Regions from separate parts of the Mus musculus genome. Here regions 1, 3 and 4 are each linked to region 2. A link is a contact called in public Hi-C and HiChIP or PLAC-seq data. All regions are on one chromosome and are shown on one strand. Each heading gives the region's core, a stretch centred on a gene start, on an enhancer-like site or on the middle of the called end of the contact. The rest is flanking DNA. Distances are from core to core; before and after follow the strand shown.

Evidence for each region. Hi-C and Micro-C count contacts between places; a contact is called where the count stands out from the background. HiChIP or PLAC-seq counts read pairs in DNA pulled down with a chosen protein or histone mark.
Region 1: a Hi-C map of group 2 innate lymphoid cells shows a contact between it and region 2, with 1.9 times the contacts expected there. The contact joins two enhancer-like sites. A contact is called at or near these places in 2 of 15 datasets of contacts at CTCF or cohesin (CD8 T cells and the G1E-ER4 cell line), 3 of 484 Hi-C or Micro-C datasets (the G1E-ER4 cell line, group 2 innate lymphoid cells and nephron progenitors), 2 of 115 datasets of contacts at active chromatin or transcription factors (the 230-238 cell line and CD8 T cells) and 2 of 9 other capture datasets (adipose tissue and liver).
Region 3: a Foxp3 HiChIP or PLAC-seq map of regulatory T cells shows a contact between it and region 2, with 11 times the contacts expected there. The contact joins two enhancer-like sites. A contact is called at or near these places in 1 of 15 datasets of contacts at CTCF or cohesin (CD8 T cells), 3 of 484 Hi-C or Micro-C datasets (CD4 T cells, the HPC-7 cell line and Th1 cells), 9 of 115 datasets of contacts at active chromatin or transcription factors (the 230-238 cell line, CD8 T cells, Th17 cells and 3 more) and 3 of 9 other capture datasets (adipose tissue, liver and pancreatic islet).
Region 4: a Hi-C map of group 2 innate lymphoid cells shows a contact between it and region 2, with 5 times the contacts expected there. The contact joins two enhancer-like sites. A contact is called at or near these places in 1 of 15 datasets of contacts at CTCF or cohesin (CD8 T cells), 6 of 484 Hi-C or Micro-C datasets (the Ba/F3 cell line, CD8 T cells, Th1 cells and 3 more), 6 of 115 datasets of contacts at active chromatin or transcription factors (the 230-238 cell line, CD8 T cells, Th2 cells and 1 more) and 2 of 9 other capture datasets (liver and pancreatic islet).

Annotation. Positions count from the first base shown.
Region 1 is chr8:81,523,639-81,526,686 of GRCm38.p6, reverse strand. All of the region lies in intron 2 of Inpp4b (inositol polyphosphate-4-phosphatase, type II), which reads right to left. Among named protein-coding and RNA genes, the nearest start is that of Gm51582, 180 kb to the right of the region's middle. Within about 2 kb of position 1,261, at least 4 of the 459 cell types and tissues checked have an H3K27ac peak or open chromatin away from gene starts, as enhancers often do. A contact at or near this core is called in the G1E-ER4 cell line and group 2 innate lymphoid cells, where this site is marked.
Region 2 is chr8:81,765,776-81,768,923 of GRCm38.p6, reverse strand. It overlaps Inpp4b (inositol polyphosphate-4-phosphatase, type II), which reads right to left. Exons shown (of 25, transcript NM_001024617.3): 6 at 712-830. Among named protein-coding and RNA genes, the nearest start is that of Gm25267, 390 kb to the left of the region's middle. Within about 2 kb of position 1,358, at least 162 of the 459 cell types and tissues checked have an H3K27ac peak or open chromatin away from gene starts, as enhancers often do. A contact at or near this core is called in the 230-238 cell line, CD8 T cells, the G1E-ER4 cell line and 7 more, where this site is marked.
Region 3 is chr8:81,557,259-81,560,450 of GRCm38.p6, reverse strand. All of the region lies in intron 2 of Inpp4b (inositol polyphosphate-4-phosphatase, type II), which reads right to left. Among named protein-coding and RNA genes, the nearest start is that of Gm51582, 220 kb to the right of the region's middle. Within about 2 kb of position 1,585, at least 18 of the 459 cell types and tissues checked have an H3K27ac peak or open chromatin away from gene starts, as enhancers often do. A contact at or near this core is called in CD8 T cells, Th1 cells, Th17 cells and 3 more, where this site is marked.
Region 4 is chr8:81,634,963-81,637,958 of GRCm38.p6, reverse strand. All of the region lies in intron 2 of Inpp4b (inositol polyphosphate-4-phosphatase, type II), which reads right to left. Among named protein-coding and RNA genes, the nearest start is that of Gm51582, 290 kb to the right of the region's middle. Within about 2 kb of position 1,573, at least 33 of the 459 cell types and tissues checked have an H3K27ac peak or open chromatin away from gene starts, as enhancers often do. A contact at or near this core is called in the 230-238 cell line, CD8 T cells, Th1 cells and 3 more, where this site is marked.

The DNA.
Region 1 (3,048 bases), core at 12-2,511, 240 kb after region 2:
GATTGAAATAAAACAGATTTTCTAAAGAATTAGAATTGTTATCCTATTTTGAAAACTGACACTTGTGTCAAGTGAAAATAAACTCTAGAAAAAGAACCACATTTCTACAATATATTTCAATTACAGGAACAATCTTTAAAGTCCTAAAATTATGTAACTACTAAGATAACTATGTTATTGTGTTTTCTTCATTAAAATAGCATCACTGACTTTCTTGCAATATAACCCGATGAAAGAGATTATATCACTTTTGTACAAAGATCCAAACTTGAATTGCAAGGTTCACCCCACAGGGGGTACTAAGATGGGTCAAGGACCAGGTAGTTACCTGGAAACACTGTATATTGAAGTGCAATCTTATCCTCTCACTGATCTGGATTCAGTGATAGAGGCCAACTAGGCTTTGAAATAATTTACATGACAAGATCAGTATCATAGTGAATTGATTGAAATGCAGACAAAGTTACATTAACCACATTGAACTGTATAACCAGGAACATGAACTAAAATTTTACATAGCATGGAAAGACCAGATCAATACGAATTGTTTAGCATTTTTATCTATCTTAATATACAATAGCAGAGAAATTGTTTTAACTTCTGCCACAATGGTTTGGAAATCTTAAAATTCAGGGTAATGATGTTTCCTTGCAAACATATGTCCATGTTGACCATTTGACTAATCTGACAGATATTTATTGCCATTTCTGTAGCCCAAAAGTAGGTTCTATTTGAAAGGGAAACCTGTGTCATATAATTACCAGTACCCTCACTCATTACCAGTACAGAGAAGTCAAGTTCCAGCCACTCCCAGATCCAAGGAGAACATTCAGGTAAGCCTCAAGTTCATCATCAATGAGGCAATAATTCACTACTAAATATACACCTTGCTCGTGCATAAAATGTGTGATTTGTAAAATATTTCCTTTGTCCTTATTTTTGTCTTGAAACTATCTTAAGGCTGATTACCATTACTATAAAGATAGTTGCAAATTTCTATATTGAAAATTATACTAGTACAATTAAGAACAAATATGAACTGTATAAGAAGCAAATTTTGAGTAAGATTAAATCTGGAATATTTAAAGATCTGGTTCAGCACAACTTTGAGGTTCAGTACAACACAATCTAAGATGAGTAACTTCTTACTGACCCATTATTAGCGCTTTTGTGTGATGCGATGAGATAGAGAAAGCCCTGCAGAGACAGTGATAGCTTGATCAAACAAAACAAAAGAAAGTCTGATTCTATGGAAGGTCATAGACCACACTTCATTGGCATCAGATAAACGAGTTCTCAGAAGATTATCACAGCTGAGTGGCTTTAAACAGTTATGATGAAACTTCTCTTTAGTTGTAGGACTCCCAGGAATAAGACATTGTTTTTCATTTGCACAAGACAGGGATTCTTAGGGAGAAGTTATGTGTGTGTGTGTGTGTGCGCACACACGCGTGAGCACGCTCACCGTGCTACCCATGAGAGATGAGGGGTTGGGGAGTAGAGTAAAATCCTATTAACTTGCATGTATCCAAATCTGCCATTATATCAGGTTTGAGGTGGGCATGAATGGCAACAGGTCAGTTTCACTACAGCATGCTCTGAGCACAAAGCCAGACAAAAAAGAAACCCTAAAATCCCTATACTCCACTCTAAGATGTTATTATCTCTTTACAGTTCTTTCTCCTATAGAGTCTTTTGCTTGGTGTCAAATCCTGGGGAAAAGTCTGAAGAAAAACAGCATGAACTACCAGTACATTTGATGATGAGAAGGAAAAACAAGGAGGAGGGGGAGGAGGGGGAGAAAGAAGAGGATGGCTAACCCATTTTGTAGTTGTTGAGAACACTTTGGTAATTTGATCTATTTCTTATTTCCTATCCTTTTGACGTGCTTTCTGTCAAGGATGCAGAGTATTGAGATAATTCTTATCTGCTCATGAGAGGACTTCTGAGCAGATAAGATTGGCATACGGATTATTAGGGAAATTAACAATGGGGAAGTGGAAAATGTCATTTTCTTCTTTAAAACTTTAACCTTAAGTAAATTAGTTAATTAATTGGTTACTTAATGAAAAAAATAAAATTGTTTAACACAAATGAATGTACACAAAATCACAAGGAACTGAAGTTCTCTGAGATACAGGGCATGAAGTTAAAGGTTTAGACACACATGTTGCTTTTGTCTCGCTTAGATTATATACAGATAAGATTCTGTGGCTGTAAGTAGCACAGTCAGTGTATTAACTAGAAGGGCTTGATGCTGATACCCAGAGCATAGCTGTGAGTAAAGGATTAGAAAGAAAATGATGAAGGATTCTTAGAGGGGTGATGCTCACAGCACGAACTCTAAAAAGACTCAGCCATGGGCCTTATTCTAAAAAGAGGAAATACATGGTGTGTTACTCAAAAAATGTTGAAATATAAATAAATTTGCTAAAACAGGGAAAGAATTGTTAAACAAATAGGTATTGGTTTATCTATATGTAATAAATATGTACATACAGTAAGCTGAAAGTATAAAAATATAAGTAAACATAACTATACAGCAGTTTCCTCTAAATAAAAAAAATAATCCTAATTAAAATACAGACACACTGAGAATTAAAATACACTGGGAATGCATCCGTCTTATGATATTGAAACAAGACTTTTTATTTTTGTATAGCCCTCTGAGTTCACAAACTCACAACACCTTGTTTAAACTTATGTATCACTTTTATTTGAATGACTATTTAGTGAAGTCTCCAAGAGCTGTTTACACACAGGACTGAGCTATTAAAACCCACACCACTGTAAATAACATTGATTCTTAATTTATAAGCCTTTGGAATATCCTGACTAATAAGACTATCGTTGTATACCCAAGGCTTTCAGCAAGTATACTGGTTTATTTTAAAAGTGTGAAACTCTTTTCAAAGATTCAAAATTAATTAATTTTAATTAACTCTATTAACTTATGAAAAGACTGAGAATAATTCCTTTGTGTCCCTATTTCACCAATTTCTAAGAGTCTTAAATGAATCAGTTAGTAGTGGTAGCTACCAAGTTTAG
Region 2 (3,148 bases), core at 109-2,608:
TACAATGTCTGTCTGGAAACAAATGGCTAATCAAGTTAGTCACTTACTGTTCTTTAGAAAACACAGTACTTTGAAATGCATACCTAGCAGAGAATATAAAGTATTTACTGTTGGACTAGACTGGGCCCCCGGGTGTGAGGGGAGAGCAAAAACCTCTTCACTTGTTTTGAACTATGTGGGTACTTTATTCTTTTTCCCTCATTAAATATATTCATTCCACTGTATTTAAAATCAACATAGATAATGTACATAGAGAAACACAAATTTCTAGACAAACATTCTGTTCTGTTTGGGAATTCGGAGTGGAAAGCTTTTTTCTGGAAGAAAACTAAAATCTTTCAATGAAAAGTCCAGTTCTTCTCCATGTGTTTACTCTGCATGTGCTTAGACATTTCAGATCTGTGTTCCTTAATGACAGACAAAAGCAACAGCCAGCAAGAGACCACAAGTTAACTCAAGTCAGCTGTTCAGAGGGGCGGAGGGGCAGGAGAGAGCAAGAGGTGGGGGGAGGAGAGAGCAGGAGCACAACACACACACAGAGACAAAAGCTTGCACAGAAAGAGAGTGGGGGGAGGGAGAGAGAGAGAGAGAGAGAGAGAGAGAGAGAGAGAGAGAGAGAGAGAGAGAGAGAGAGAGAGAGAGAGAGAGAGAGAGAGAGAGAGAGGCAAAGGTGGACAGAGTCAGAGAGAAACACGTGCAAGCCAGGCTCACCTCCACAATTTCTGTGCTGGAGTACCTCGTCAGGGTCTGCTCCACCGGGTGGATTACTGAGATCTGGACTACTGTATTCAGTTTCCGATCACTGACAGGAGCCACAAGATCCCTGCAGGCTGGCAACAGCAAAGGAAAAAGAAAGAGCAGGAAAAAAAAATAGAAAAAGAAAGAAAGAAAGGAACTCAGTCGATCTCTCTAGGCAAACTTCTGAGCAGAGCTGAAATCAACTTTGTCTAGCCGGTGAAGGAAATCTCCTGGCTCTCAGCTGGCTTTACAGAGGAAGTCTCTTGGAAGTACCTTACAGAAATAGGAAGTCACGTGCTGCCAAGCTGAATTGAGAGTTCATTTCCACTGACCACATTTGCAGCACATGCAAGTCTTGAGTGCTCCGGGATGGCAGCTCCAGTGTGTGAAAATGTAGACACACACAGCCAGGGAATGTGAGGGCTCTAATTAGCCAATAACCCCTAGGGCTTCTTTCACACTCTTGCATGAAGTAAGTTGATTTGGGCCACAGCCAGGAAACTAAGATGTCTCTTGTTGACACTGGCTGGGTTAAGTCAAATGTCTGAATGTACGCCTCACAATCCTCTACCTGGTCCTCTATAGTCCTCGGCACTGAGGAAACAGGAAGGCTGATTACTCTGCCACAGCGGAGCTTAGGCAGAAGAGGAAGCAGCCAGGGGTTAAAGAGCCCTCTGTCTGGACTTCAGGACCATCCAGAGAGAGAGCAACTTGGTAATTGTTGCCCAGGGGCCCCACATTCTACGAGCTTTTCCTTGACACAGCCTGGCTCCTGTTACAGCGCCAGCTACAGGACTACATTCCCTGGAGTGTTTTCCTCTGTTGCATAGCATTTTCTAGTTTTGGAAAGGAACAAAATAGCAGGAATAAAAGATACTCCCTTTCAATAAGTCTAGTATCTACTCTCTTCCCTACTTTCCACCTCTGATTTTGAAATAGTATTTCTACTTCTTGAAATTGACTGTGATTAAAAAGTCCCCTTTGTTCAGCAGACGCAGTTTCTGGTAAAGGGGAAGCAGCCCCATAAGTGGTTCGCAGTGATGGTGTCCAGGGTTCCACACCATCCCTATCCCATTCAGGGACCAAGAAGACAGGCAGAGGAGGGGGTGGCTTTACCCCCTGCAATGGCACCTCTGCAGTTTGCAGGGGCACTGGGACAAAGGTAATACTCCTTAAATTTGAAAGTTGAAAGCAAAGCAATTTATAGATGTAATTATCACCTTTCAATGGCTTGCAGAGCACCTTATTTATAGAAGGGGAATGAGAGAAAATACAGGCCCTTTCAAAGGAAACCCATCTGGCTTAGGCCCACTTCTGATAAATGCTGGGGGGATGCGGTGTGTGGGGGGTGTTATTTAACTTTTTAATGTCTTGAAAAACTTTTGGAGTTTTATTCCTGTCTGGTATTTTGTTGTTAAATTTTTCTTACTGAAATCATATGCCTTAAGCAAAACAAAAGAAGCTAAGGAAGGCATGGGTGGAGAAAAAATAGCTACCGCTTATTTAACCTTCCCTGTTTTGAGGAACTCTGCTCATTAGCTATATCAAAATATCCTTCTCTCCATTTCTGTCCTTGGCATACCAACCTGATCTCTGGTAGAGTGCATCGGCCTTTGGGAGACCCTCTAACACTACTATTTGTTGCTCACCCTGATAAATCTACATTTAAAGATAATCAAACAAAAACCCACCTACACATGGTTTCAATAATATCAATATACCACTGGAAAATGTCTTTCACTGAAAGGTTTCCTGCTCTTCGGTGGTTAGTTTGATCATTTCCTTGCCTTGCCTTATGATGTGCATTTCATTTTAGCACTCTTGCTTTTCTCTTCGCTGTGAACCTCTACTGAAGCTGACAAGCATCTTGGGAGTTTAAAGCGAGGGGCTTTGGAGTTTCACATGCATACACCTCGCCCACTCTCTGGTGGCAGCTTTCCCTCTGTCTTATGAGTGCTTGACATCTTTGATCAAAATAAGTCACATCCCTTCTGAGTTCTTATCAGGCTTCGCTGTGGCTGTGGTTATTCCCAGAAGTGAGCAGCTATTCTGTTCCAACAGAGAGCCTCTCAGCTGCACTTCCTACAAGAACAGACAGCACACAAAATTCAAGGTTCTGTGCAGTTCTTCAGATGGCCCTGATAGTGGGCAAGGACGAAGACTGGCAACTTAACAATTTGTATGCAGCTACTGTCTGTGCAGCAATAGTGATGTTGAAGCTGAGCTCTCATCTCCATTCTTCCTAACAAACAGCTCCCAGCCTTTACTGTTTTTTTACCACTAAGGTAGCAAGAGGCATATAGAAATCCTGAAATCAAACAGAATTCCTGAAATGGAGGCTTAGTTTTCTTCTTTTCTAGTGTTATGGCACAGAGTAAATAAAACAAAATGTCACTCCACTGCCTCAACT
Region 3 (3,192 bases), core at 336-2,835, 210 kb after region 2:
CCACATGCAGATGCAGGACGAGGGTCAGGCTGTGAGATGCTGTAGGATCCCGCTCCAGGGGTGGGGAGGCACAGTCTAATGTCCCCGTGGACTTGGCAAAGTTGACTCGGAGTCCTGGCCAGCATGAAGGCTGAGCATGGCAGGTCCTCAGACTCTTGGGCACCACAGATGTCGCTGGATGCAGCAGAAGTGCTGAGAACAGAGTGGTGGCCCGCAGGTTGGATATAGCCAAGGTGAAGGGAAAAGGGCAGGAGGAGGGCTCTGGCTGGGTCCTGTGGGGAGGAGAGAGTCCTTGGCTTGGCTCAGCAGTGATGGTGACCATCGCTGGGAATGCAGAGAGGCCTCCTGAGGGAGATTAGACATTGCTCTTTAGAGAAAAACCTGCTCCATTGTTTCCCACAGTGGATCCAAATAAGAGACAGTCCATGGTTTTAAAGCACTTATTGTCATGGTAGATAATTCTGATAAGTGGAACTGTACCCCATTTTTCTCAGGGCAAGCCTGAGGTAAAATATTTTTTGCAGGGAGGAGTGTCGGGGAAGGGGAGCTTAATTGACTAAGCCCTTCAGACCTTTAGGTGCCTCATTAAAATGGGGTCTGTCTTGAGGCTACATGATCTGTGGTCACATCCTCTACCTGTGGAGGGCTTGAGGCATTCCCTTACATGACTGATGTCCACAGACCCATGAAGTGGAGAGCTGTGGCCTCCTGTCTGGAACCTGTGTCTAGGAGTGTGACAAAACACCTACTGTCCCTTGCAGGCTACGGTCACCTTCTGGGGCACTGGGGTTTTAAACCTAGCTCAACCAGAAACCAGGCTGCCTCTCACAGTCCCACAATTTTTCTCTAACATCGAATATAAATGTGAAATAAGGTAATGAGGGTGAAGTATGAATTTCTTTCCCCCTATATTAAGCCTACTCACCAATTTAACAGCAGACAAATAAACAATGTGGATCAACTAAGAAATTAGAAAACTGTATCAATTTCATTCAGTCCCATTATAGCTTGTGGTAAAGCCAACAATGATTACAACTATCCACCAACTGTACAGTCCTTGCACAGTAGATTCAGCACTGGACATGTATCAGCTACAACTAGTTTTACCTTGCAAGAGACAAGAGAACACTTTGGATGACATTGTCTGTAGGCATATATTTTCACAGCCTACTTCAATAAGGGTTCAACCTCCATTCTAGCCCACCATTTACCAGAAGTAGTGGGAAAAAAAGATTATTAGAATACATGGGAAGTGGACATGTTTAGAAATAGTCCTTTGGGGTGATTGCAATCTTCGTTGTTCTCAGTCCAGTCCACTAACAAACACCAAACACAAATCAGCAGGAGTCATTCAATCCAGAAGAAACTGTGAGACTTGTCAACTGGCCCAAGTCCACAGAATTGACAAAAAGGAGCAGTACCTTCACGAGGAGAAGTTCTACTGTGAGTTTCTCTCCACAGTCACCACAAGCTAAGCTCATCAATGCCATGTAAGGCAAACCAATTTATGTGCATCATTAGTGAAGTCTAGTGATGCAGAGCAAGGCAAGCCAACACTCCAGCTCCCACTGTCTGAGGGGCCACATTTACATTCTTTCTAAACATCACGTGTACTTTCTCATTTCTGCTATAGCAAAACATCCTTTCACCTGTGCCTGCTTCATTAAAATATTCTTTCACACGTTTGCTTTAGCAAAACATCCTTTCACTTATGTGCCCCAGCAAAACATCATTTAACGTAACTGACTTTCCAAAGAAACCAGAAGTTTCCATTTCAATTGTTTGTACTTCTACAATATTGACATATGTATGGGTCATAGCATTGATGTGGTCAAAGAACCATGCGTCACTCCAGTGCTACTCAGTGGAATTTAAAGTGCAACTTACTCCTCATTCCTAAGATCTGTCAAGCATCTCTCAACTTATTTCACACGGATAAATAGGAAGATCATCTCTACTAGGTTATGCAACTGTATGGATTGTATATGATAATGATACTCATAAAATATATAACTAACATACTATGTTTTCCATATCCACAACTCCATTCTAAGCACTATTGCATAGCATAACCCACTTGTATTTAAAAATGAAAAACTTCTATAAATCAGTACTATTATTTCCCTTCTGTCATAGGTAGGAAAGCATCAACATCCCACCTTTTCATATATATATCTGAGAGAGTGAGAGATTCATATATCTATATCATCTCTATCTATCTATCTATCTATCTATCTATCTATCTATCTATCTATCTATCTATCTATGTCTATATCTATATATCCTTCTTTTTATTCCTTTATGTGTTCTCCAGGTGAAATCCTGGAACTAGTGTATGCTGGAAAACAACTCATTGGGCTGTATCCACCTCTATTTTTCCAATTTTTAAATTGGGACACAAAATCTGGCTAAGTGTCCCAGACAAGCTTTGAACTCTCTTTATAGGTCAGGACTTAAACTTGTGATCTTCCTGCTTCTGCCTTCCAAGTGGCCAGAATTACAGGTCTAACAACATTATGTAATTAACAAAGGTCATATGTTAATTGATTGAAAACTAAGAACTGACGTTCAGTATACCCACCCCAGAGTCTATTACCTTAACACCAGCATTACCTTAATTAAGCAATTCAGCACAGTGTAGATCTCCATTTGTAGCTGTGGCTGTAACTGCAGTATTAATATTTTGTATGGACTTCCAATAAGCTGCATATTGTCCAGGGCTATAAATGTTAATGAAGTAAATAAAACTATTTTGCCAACACTTCATTTTTGTCACATTTTTCTTTTAACAACGCAATAAAGACATAAAGTGTTAATGTCCTTCCCATTCATCAAAAAATGAAACTTCCACTGTAAAAACATCCCATCTCTTACTCTCTCTTTCTCTCAATCCAGAGCTCTAGATGGAGATGTCCACCTACATTCTGACATTTTAAGATTTATATCATCCTGAACATACTGGATATAGCAAAAACTAACTGAATGCATAAAAGAAATGGGGCATAAAACAGAATGAAGTGGAAGATTTGAGCTCATTCTAGTGAATGAATTGTCTTTCCTTCAGAAGAGGCATGAGGAAGGGACCCAAGGGAGGAGAAAGAAAAGGAAGGGGGTGTAGTAGGTTGGCCTGATGCTTCTTAGACTCTAATGCTAATACCCAGCCCCCAAGACTAGCCAGAGATGAGAGAGTCC
Region 4 (2,996 bases), core at 324-2,823, 130 kb after region 2:
ACAAATATCATTTTTAAGAATAAGTATTCACTACACTTCTCCTCGTAGTTTTGGAAACACAGTAAAAAACAACACAAGAGAGGTGACTAACCAAGCAAGGTCCTGACTGATAAGAGACACCTGCTCTGGGGTACTGGTTAGTTCATATTGTTGTTCCACCTATAGGGTTGCAGACCCCTTTAGCTACTTGGGTACTTTCTCTAGCTCCTCCATTGGGGGCCCTGTGTTCCATCCAGTAGCTGACTGTGAGCATCCACTTCTGTGTTTGCCAGGTACCAGCATAGCCTCACAAGAGACAGCTATATCAGAGTCCTTTCAGCAAAATCTTGCTGGCATATTGCAATGGTGTCTGCTTTTGGAGGCTGATTATGGGTCTCTAGCTGCATATGTAGCAGAAGATGGCCTAGTCAGCCATCATTGGGAAGAGAGGTCCCTTGGTCTTGAAAACTTTATATTCCCCAGTACAGGGGAACACCAGGGCCAAGAAATGGGAGTGGGTGGGTAGGGGAGGGTGGTATGGGGGACTTTCAGGATAGCATTTGAAATGCAAATGAATAAAATACCTAATAAAAATGGAATGAAAAAGAGAGAGATAGCTGCTGCCCACTTTGGCTCTAAGGAAAAAGAGTCATGGGACATAGAGAGTCTTGGTAACTCTCCTCTCTATAAAAGTCTATGAAAATTCCCTCAATAAACATGTTTTTTCCAAAGTACATAATATACTAGCTCACCTATAATTTTGAAAATATATTATTTTGCTTCCATAGTTGCTCCTTTATCTAAAAATTTATTGTATCTACTCCAAAACTCAGCCAAAATAATAAATCTTTCTGCCCAACCCTAGGAATGACTCAGTACATAAATAATATTATATGTGGCTTTGGATGTATGAAACTTCATCTTCCTTGATTTTGTTTTTCTATGTAAGGCATAAAATGAAACTTAACATACAATATAATAAATAGTTTGTTTTGAGTAAGAATATTTTTTTCAAAACCAATAATTCTGTCCTTACCTTTCATAAGTTTTAATTTTTGTTGTTTTTCATGAAATTTGGAAGGCTAACTTTATATTACATTTGTGTTCCTATCTGTTGTCAGGCAATCTAAGCTTTGTTGTTGCCACAGACAGCAGACGGGCAAGCATTATTTATCCACTGACTTTGAAATGAGCAATGGCTTGACTTCAAACATTTATTTTATTGGCCAAGTACCTCAGGGTAGGGCCTTTCCTCATTTGTTGTTTGCATATACATTCTCTGGTGATGTTAAGGAAGCAAAAGGTCTAAGTCAAATGTTATTCTTAGAATCAAAACTCATGTTCATAATATGTGTGGCTGGCATTCAATACTTAGTGTCTTACATTACATGACACTGAAACAAAAAAATTTACGTACTTAAAATAATCTATTTACACCTTTGTTAACTGATCTAAATGTTAGCAACCATTATCAGATAGCTAGATATGCAGTTTTATTGAAACCAAGTTACTGCTTATTCTAGCTTCAACTGTCAACTTCACACACACTTGATTTCTCAGAAGGGAAACACAGCTGGGGAATTCCCTAGACCAAATTGGCCTGTAACCATGTGGGTGGGGGATTGTCTTGATTTCTAACTGGCAATGGAGAGCTCAGCCCTCTGTGGGTGTTATAATTTTTTGGACAGGAGGTCCTGAGCTGTATGAGGAAGCCAGCTGAGGATGAGCCTCCATGAGTCAAGAAGCACCTTTCCCCTGGAGTTTCTGCTGTACTCACTTGGATGCGCTTTAGTTACCTAGTCCAGAGAAACACTGCATAAAATAGAAAGTAGGCTTGACTTTGATTTCCTGCCTGGACTTCCAGCAGTGATGGACTATGACCTGACAACATAAATCAAATAGAAGCTTTTACCTACTAAGTTACTTTTGGTCAAAGTGCCTTATCCCAGCTACAGAAATGAGATAGACCCTGTTTTAATGTGCAATTTAAAGTTGTGGTCATTGGCCTTTGCCCAAAATTGAAATGACTCTTTAGAAGCATGAGAATGTTGCTGCTAGTTGAGTTTGATTATGCTTATCAGCAAAAAGTGGAAAGATAATTGAACTGCATTTATAACACACACACACATACACACACAAGCACACAGACAAACATACACACACACACACACACACACACACACGGCCTTGGACATCCACTTTGAGCATATCCAGACTCCCCTCAGCACACTATGTATTTGTTCTGTGATGTGATTTGTTCTGTTCCACTTGTAGTCCCCACATTTTATACAGATTTACTGTAGGGTTGTGCTAAAATGCATGCACTTAACAACTGTGATCAACTTTTAACAAGTAGTGACTACTCACATTGGGTATGTCTCCTGCTCTGTTTCCTCACACACTGATTTTGTCTTGTAACCAGGGACCACTGAACAGTTGCATAGAGGTTGTGTTATAATGTAAGTGACAACATTGCCATGTTGGCTAATATTTTTAAAGTTTTAAAAGAAGTGATCAAGTCAATAACACTTAAATATCAGGACAATGAGTGTAGTCCATAGATTGTGCAGGAAAATGCAAGTAGTAAATTTTGACTAAAATTGGCGAGTTCTGAGTCATCACTGGTTCTGAAGGTGATGGCAATGGGCAGTGGGAGAAATAGGTTCTTATTGCAATGAGAGAGTGGAGTGATAGGGTCCTTAAAGGAAGTCCAGCATACTCACCTTGTACAGAGACTGGAGAACTACATACAAGATGTTGCTCTCATGAACAATGGAAAAAATTACCAGTGGAAAGAAGAGAGAAGCAGGCATGGGGGAGAATGCCTACCAAGCCTTAGCAACTAGCTATTAGCTGAAAATGCAGGAGGAAATTAAAGCAGCTCTCTAATTGAAGAATTGTTTCCAAATAGCTTCAAAATCACTCCAAATAAATACTTCAAATTATTTCATAATTTACCAATAAAATTTGAAGAAAATAGTATAAAACTGAATTGGGTACAAGTTTAAGATGGAACC